2 separate regions of the Callithrix jacchus genome follow, and region 1 is linked to region 2. The links are chromatin contacts, called in public Hi-C maps. All regions are on one chromosome and are shown on one strand. Each heading gives the region's core, a stretch centred on a gene start, on an enhancer-like site or on the middle of the called end of the contact. The rest is flanking DNA. Distances are from core to core; before and after follow the strand shown. Region 1 has its middle 26 kb from the start of ENPP7. Region 2 holds the start of RBFOX3 (RNA binding fox-1 homolog 3).

Region 1 (3,100 bases), core at 181-2,680, 100 kb before region 2:
GTGTGATTATCCATGGCTCCCAGGGCACGTGGGCACCGGGCTGGCCCAGTGCAGTGGAGGTGGGGAGGGGACTCATAGGCTCCGGGGTGCATGGGGAATGAGTGTCAGCAGGGGGGCGTCCTCCGTCCTCGGTCAACGGAAGATGCTCTTCCTAAGGGTCCCACAGGAGGGCCATGATGGGGGTGGGGGGGGAGGGGGTGGACACCTGGCCCTGATTGTCCACCTGTCCTTGGGTCTTGGCTGGTCCTGAGACGTGCTGGGGAGCAGAGTTGGGGTCACAGCCTCAGCCGGGGCTCCTGCTTTCCAGCCCCTTGGCATCTTCCCTGCAGGTGCTCTCCTGGGTAGAGGCTGTGGGACCATAGAGAGGGGGTGGAATGTGCCCAGGGAGTGTCCTCCCGGCCTGCCATGAGGACCTGCCCAGGCACCTCTTGGGGCTGATCCTCCCTGGCAGGCAGCCCTTCTGGGCTCCTGAGGTGCTGTGCAGCCCCTTCCCCAGCCCTGGGACCCCCAGTGCATGAGAAGAGGAGTTCTTCTCCAGCAGGGAGCAGGGTGGACCCCAGCCCAGCCCTCACCTGACAGCCGGGTTCATGGGGTGTAATTTACAATGAACCCCACTTCTCCCTGAAGGCCCTCTCCTGACACCAAAGTCACGCTCCTGACCCTGCAGGCCACAGAGTGAGGAGGACCCAGAGCGGGCAATAGGCTAGGGTCATTTCATAAGCCAGGGGGACCCGTGTGTCTCCTCAGGACTGGAGGTGGAGTGAGGGGCGGGGGCTGCCGGCGTCATCCACAGGAGCGCCTCTCATTCCACCCCTGGGGGTGCACTTGCCGACTTGCCCGGCCCTGGACTCACAGGCTGTGCTGCTGTCTGCCCAGGGTCCGGTGATTGCTGCGCCCAAGGTTGGTCCCACTGGTAGGCCCTGCCCTGCCCTCCCACCGCTGGCTTCTGAGCAGGGGGATCTGGGGCTGCTGGACCTTGGAGGCAGAGCCGGGGCATCCCGTGTCCCTATGTCTTGGGAACCTGGCATCCTGAGGGCCAGCACCACCCACCCCCCTGCCTGCACTGGACCCTCCATGGAAGAATTCCTCTTCTCAGGCACTGGGGGTCCCAGGGCTGGGGATGGGGCTGCACGGCACCTCAGGAGCCCAGAAGGGCTGCCCGCCAGGGAGGAGAAGCTGCGGGGAGCAGAGGTCTGGACCGGCCGGGATGCTCCTGACCGGCATCCCCCTCCCACCCGGGGCCACAGGGGCAGGGGAGGAGGAGGGGAGGGGCCCTTGTCTTCCTGTAGCCCCTCCCCTTCCTCCTCTCCCCTCCCTCTGCCCATCTCGTGGTGAGACAGCTGGCAAGGGCCTTCGGCTGCCCTGGAGTGCCCCTGCCCTGGACAAACTCCTTCTGCCCTCTTCTCCTGGAGGTGCCAGATGGGGCAGGCCCAAGGCAGTGGAGTTCTGGGTCCTGGCTCCGGCTCTGTCTCTTCCCGAGGGCCCTGGAAGAGCCAGGAGGAGGGCCTAGTACAGCCAGGCAGATGGTGCCCGGGAGGATGGGCTGCCTGGGTAGACAGACCGACTGGCAGGACAGATGGTGGCGGGGCAGGGGTCCGGAGTTCGCCCCATCTGCTCCAGCCCCTGGTGGGACTTTTCTCATCCACCTCGTCCTGCGCTGAACCACGATGAGGCTGCGTGGGTGGCTGTGGCTCAGGCTGGATTCTGTCGCGCTGGGTCTTCTGTCCCTGGGGCATGCTCAGCCATGCTCATCTGGGGTCCTGAAGCCCCTCCTGGCAGCTGGCAGGTGGCCGGTGGTCTCATGTTTTGGGGGCTCTTGAGGGTCTGGGGCCATGCCTGAGCAGGGCGTGGGGTGCATCCTGGGAACAAAGCCGCCACTACAGATGAGGGGCTTTGCAAGTGGATGGGGTGGCGGGCTGCAGCTCTGTGGAGGGGCTTCCTAGGGCCTGACGCCAAGAGGCCCCAGGACAGGAAGATGCTCAGTCACATGTCTGTGCTGTAGGTTCATCCCCCAGACCAGGTGACGTCAATGGGAGTGAGGAGGGATTGTGGGACCAGGGGCACCCAGGACAGGGCCAGGCTCTGTCTCAAAGGAGGGGATGCTGAGCCCAGGCAAGTTACACTCTTTCCTGGATGGAAGGTGGGTGGGTGGGGTGGGACGGCATGGGAAATGCCCAGCCCCAGGGCTTGCAGGAGCCTGCAGGAGGGTGCTATGTCTGGCCAAGGCATGGAGAGCACCTCCCTGGCCCCGTTCTTAACCTCTGAGGGGCGGGGTGCCTCGGGTGTATCCCGGGGGGTGAGGGTGCCAGGAGGATGTCTCATGCTGAGTTCTAATGTTGATGATACTAATCAAAAAATTTCTGAACAAAAAGCCAATTCCAAAGAGAAACGTGCAGCAGCCCTTTCCCATCGGCAGCATTCTGTGGAGCACAATGTAAGTTTCTTTGGTGGTTGGTGTTTTCAGACAGGCTCTGAAGTCACGCTCCCCAGGCTCAGGAACGGCTCTTCAAAGGGGGTCCGTCCATTTCCTTGAGTCAGAGGAGCTGGCGCAGGGTGGGAGCGTGGGGTGTCACGGGAAGTGCAGGTGGGGTGCCAGGGTCTAGACTGTAGTCCAGATCACCCTCCAAGGAGCCCGCTGAGGGCTCAGGAGGCCCCTCCCGCCCCACCTACTGCAGCCACCTTCGGGAGCCAGGATGCTGCCTGCAAGGTGGGGACCATCGTGAGGATAGCTGCCCACTGTCCCCTGCTCAGCCTCTTCCTGAGTTCCTCCTCACACTCAGTTCTCTTGTCTTCCTGGCCTCTTAGTGGCTGTGTGTCCTTGGGTAATTCACTCACCCTCTCTGAGCTTCAGTTCCTTCAGCAGGAAAAAGGCAACAGAGAATTTCCCACCCCATAGGGTCCTGCCTTAATTCACTGGGCCAAAGCCCTCAGAATCCTGTTCGGCTCAGAGGGGGCGCCTCCTGAGTGCTTTCTGCCATTATTATTGTTATTGCTGTTTTTGGGACACAGTCTTGCTTCATCACCCAGGCTGGAGTGCAGTGGTACGATCCCAGCTCACTGCAGCCTCAACCTCCCAGCTCAATGTCTCCTCCTGCCTCAG
Region 2 (3,077 bases), core at 202-2,701:
CAGACCCCTACCAAACCCGAGATTCCATGACATGCTTTTTGCCTCACACGGAAAAGCAGGACAGTCAGGTGCAAGGAGGAGGCTAATTGTTCCAGGAGCAGCCTTCAGGAGCAAAAGCAACCCGGGGATGGGTTTAGATTGGAAATGTCCTTTGAGGGTGCAGGCCAGTTCCTCCAGCCCGGGTGCTGCACCGGAATGTCTTTTGTTTTGGAAACGATTGCTCAGGCCTGCACAAACCTGTTTGGGCCTTCTTGCCCACCTCTCCCACCTCTGGTGCAGTGTGCCAGTGGTGGGCTGACCCCAGCGGTAGATCTCTCCTGCCTGTCCAGAGGGTCCCCACTCCACCGTGTTCTCAGCCTCTGCTCTCCTGCTCTCGCTGCACCAAGGATAGAGACCTTCCCAGACCCCACACCAGGCCCCTTACCCGAGAGGCTGGGGAAGGCTGGGACTGGGGACAGGAGCTGCCTGATCTGATTTTAGCAAATCCTGAGCTGACCCCCACAGCCTTTCCTCTCTAGCCACGAGCAGGTGGACAGTTGGAAGTTTGGTTGGCCAGTCTGGACTAACAATCTGGAGTGGGCCCTATCGCATCCTCTCCGGTGATCCCCCAGAAGTCAGGGCACCTGGGCTTGGTAAGGGGTATGGGGCATGCGGGCCACTCGAAGGCATGGCATGGCATGCGGGGTGGGGTGGCATTGGCCCCTGATGCTCAGTGACCACGTCCCATTGCTGGGGATCCCTGGGCCTGGGACAGAAAAATGGCCCTTAGGGACAGTGAGTCACCAGGGTAGGGGTCCTGGTAGGGGTCACCCGGGCTGGACAGCCCCCAAGATAATCTGGAGGTGGAAAGAAGCTGCAGGCTCGGAGCTGCCCTTGAGGGGGCCAGGGCACCACTGGGTTCTGAGATCCTCGCTGTGTACCCACCTCTTCCAAGCTCCTGCCCCGAGGGATGGTGCTGAAGGCTGCAGAGTGCCGACGGCCTAAGCCCACCCGGCCATGTCTCTCCCCGCTCCCTGCCCTCCCTGGCCTCGCGGTCTCCGGAGCCCCCTCCCTTGGCAGCGCGCTGCGCGCTCCGCCGGAGCCGCCGCCGCCGCCGCCGCCGCCGCCGCCGCCGCCGCCGCCGCCGCCGCGTGCTCCTGCTGCCGCCTCGCTCCAGCCGAGCGAGCCAGAGGAACGAGAGAGAGAGAGAGAGAGAGAGAGAGAGAGAGAGAGAGAGAGAGAGAGAGAGAGAGAGAGAGAGAGAGAGAGAGAGAGAGGAGAGAGAGAGAGAGAGAGAGAGAGAGAGAGAGAGAGAGAGAGAGAGAGAGAGAGAGAGAGAGAGAGAGAGAGAGAGAGAGAGAGAGAGAGAGAGGGAGAGAGAGAGAGAGAGAGAGAGAGAGAGAGAGAGAGAGGAGAGAGAGAGAGAGAGAGGAGGGCGGAGAGAGGAGGGAGAGGGGGGGAGAAAGAGAGAGGAGAAGAGAAGGGAGGCGGCGAGGGAAGAGCGAGCGCGGGGCTGCTCCGGAGCTAGCAGAACCTCCTAGGACAGCGGCCCCAGCCGGGCCTCAGCAGCTTGCGTGGTCGGAGGAGAAGCAGCTGCCACCGCGGCCGCCAGAGCCCGGCCTCGCGCGCCCCTTGCCGCCGGCTCGCGGGTGCCTGTGCGGCCCCGGGACTCCGCTGCCCGCTCAGCCAGCGGCCGGGATGCAGCCGGGGCATGGCCGCCGGCCCCCCGTCACCTGCCGCGGGGAGCGCTGAGCCCGTGAGTAGTCGGCCCTCGTCGCCCGCCTAGCCCTGTGGCGGTCATTACCGGCGGGCTGAGCTGGGGGAGGGGGTCACTGTCGGGAGGGGCGCACGGGACCCTGCGGCGGGAGGCGGAACGCGGAGCGCTGCCGGGGCTGACCTGAGGGCGCGTGGGGAGGGGTGGCGCCCTCGGGGTTAGGGGTCCCTGCGTGGGGTCCGGTCCCTGGGTCCCTGCGGGGCTGGGGTCCGGACGCTCTGTCCCGCCGTAGCCCAGAGGGGAGATTTTGTGAACGGGAAGGCCCGGGGGTCGGGCTCCATGGAGACGCCGGGGAGTCCCGCGCGCGCTGCGTGGCGGTGGCGGTGGCGGTGGTGGCGGCGGCACAATGCCCGGCGCGGGGAACTCCCTGGCGGGGGGAGGCCGAGGCGCGCGGAGATCCCGGCTCCGCGGGGCGCGTCCGGGGAGGCAGCCGGAGCCCGAGCGGGTGGGAGAGGGGCTGGCGACCCGGCGGTGGTGCAACGTGCTTCTGTAGCGGTCCCCAGGCCCCGAGAGAGCCCTGCCGGGTCCTCTGGAAGGAGGATCGCTGAGAGGTTGATGACCCAAAGGAGTTGTGGGGAGGAAGGGGCTGCCACAGCTCCCTAGATAGGAGCTGGGCCCGCGGCGCAGCAGCATGCGCGTGGGCCGAGCGGCTAGGGGTGAGCGAGCGGCGCGCAGGGCCCTCCAGGGGGCGGGCTGGGGGCGCTCCCGGCCGAGTCTCCGAGCTAGCGCGTTAGGAAGGCTCCAGCGGGAGAGGAGGCTGCCTCTCCGAAGCCTTGGCAGCCCCCAGGGGCTCGAGCCGCTGGTCAGGCTTGGGAAACCGGGCACGCCCCTGGCCCAAACTTTCTGCCCCGGTGGCCCCGGTCGGTGTCAGGGCTTACCAGGGGCGTCTGGGGCTCGTCCCCTCAGGAGGGTGGTCTCCTGTGGGGTGGGGGGGGGGGGCGGGAAGCCGGTGGTCATTTTGGAGCTGCGCGTGGCAGCCTCCCTCCCCCGGGCGCGGAGCCTTCCGTGGCGCGCAGCCCTGCAGTGTCGGCGCGGGGATCTAGGCGCGGCGCCCCGAGTGGAGGGGCTTCGGGAACCCGTTGGGTCCCCAAAGGGCCCTGGGATCCCTAGTCTCACGTGGGGTGGGGGTGAGATGTCCCTGGAGTCCACTGGCGGGGCGGGGGCCCAGCGAGGTGGGGAGAAACTCCTGGATGACAGAGCTGCCTCCCCCTCCCCTTTCCGTTCCGGCTTTGGCAGGGGACCTGATTTATTTAATGATCACTTTTAAAAAGGACTCCTGCGGAGCCTCTGGTCCCGAAGCGCGAGACACCCCGCAGTGGAGGCT

What was found. Hi-C and Micro-C count contacts between places; a contact is called where the count stands out from the background.
Region 1: a contact with region 2 is called in a Hi-C map of skeletal muscle, with 4 times the contacts expected there. The contact joins the enhancer-like site here to the promoter of RBFOX3 in region 2. A contact is called at or near these places in 2 of 3 Hi-C or Micro-C datasets (induced pluripotent stem cells and skeletal muscle).

The regions. Positions count from the first base shown.
Region 1 is chr5:135,441,276-135,444,375 of calJac240_pri, reverse strand. No RefSeq gene overlaps it. Among named protein-coding and RNA genes, the nearest start is that of ENPP7, 26 kb to the left of the region's middle. Within about 2 kb of position 1,430, at least 2 of the 16 cell types and tissues checked have an H3K27ac peak or open chromatin away from gene starts, as enhancers often do.
Region 2 is chr5:135,336,489-135,339,565 of calJac240_pri, reverse strand. RBFOX3 (RNA binding fox-1 homolog 3) reads left to right here and starts at 1,451. Exons shown (of 14, transcript XM_078374843.1): 1 at 1,451-1,735.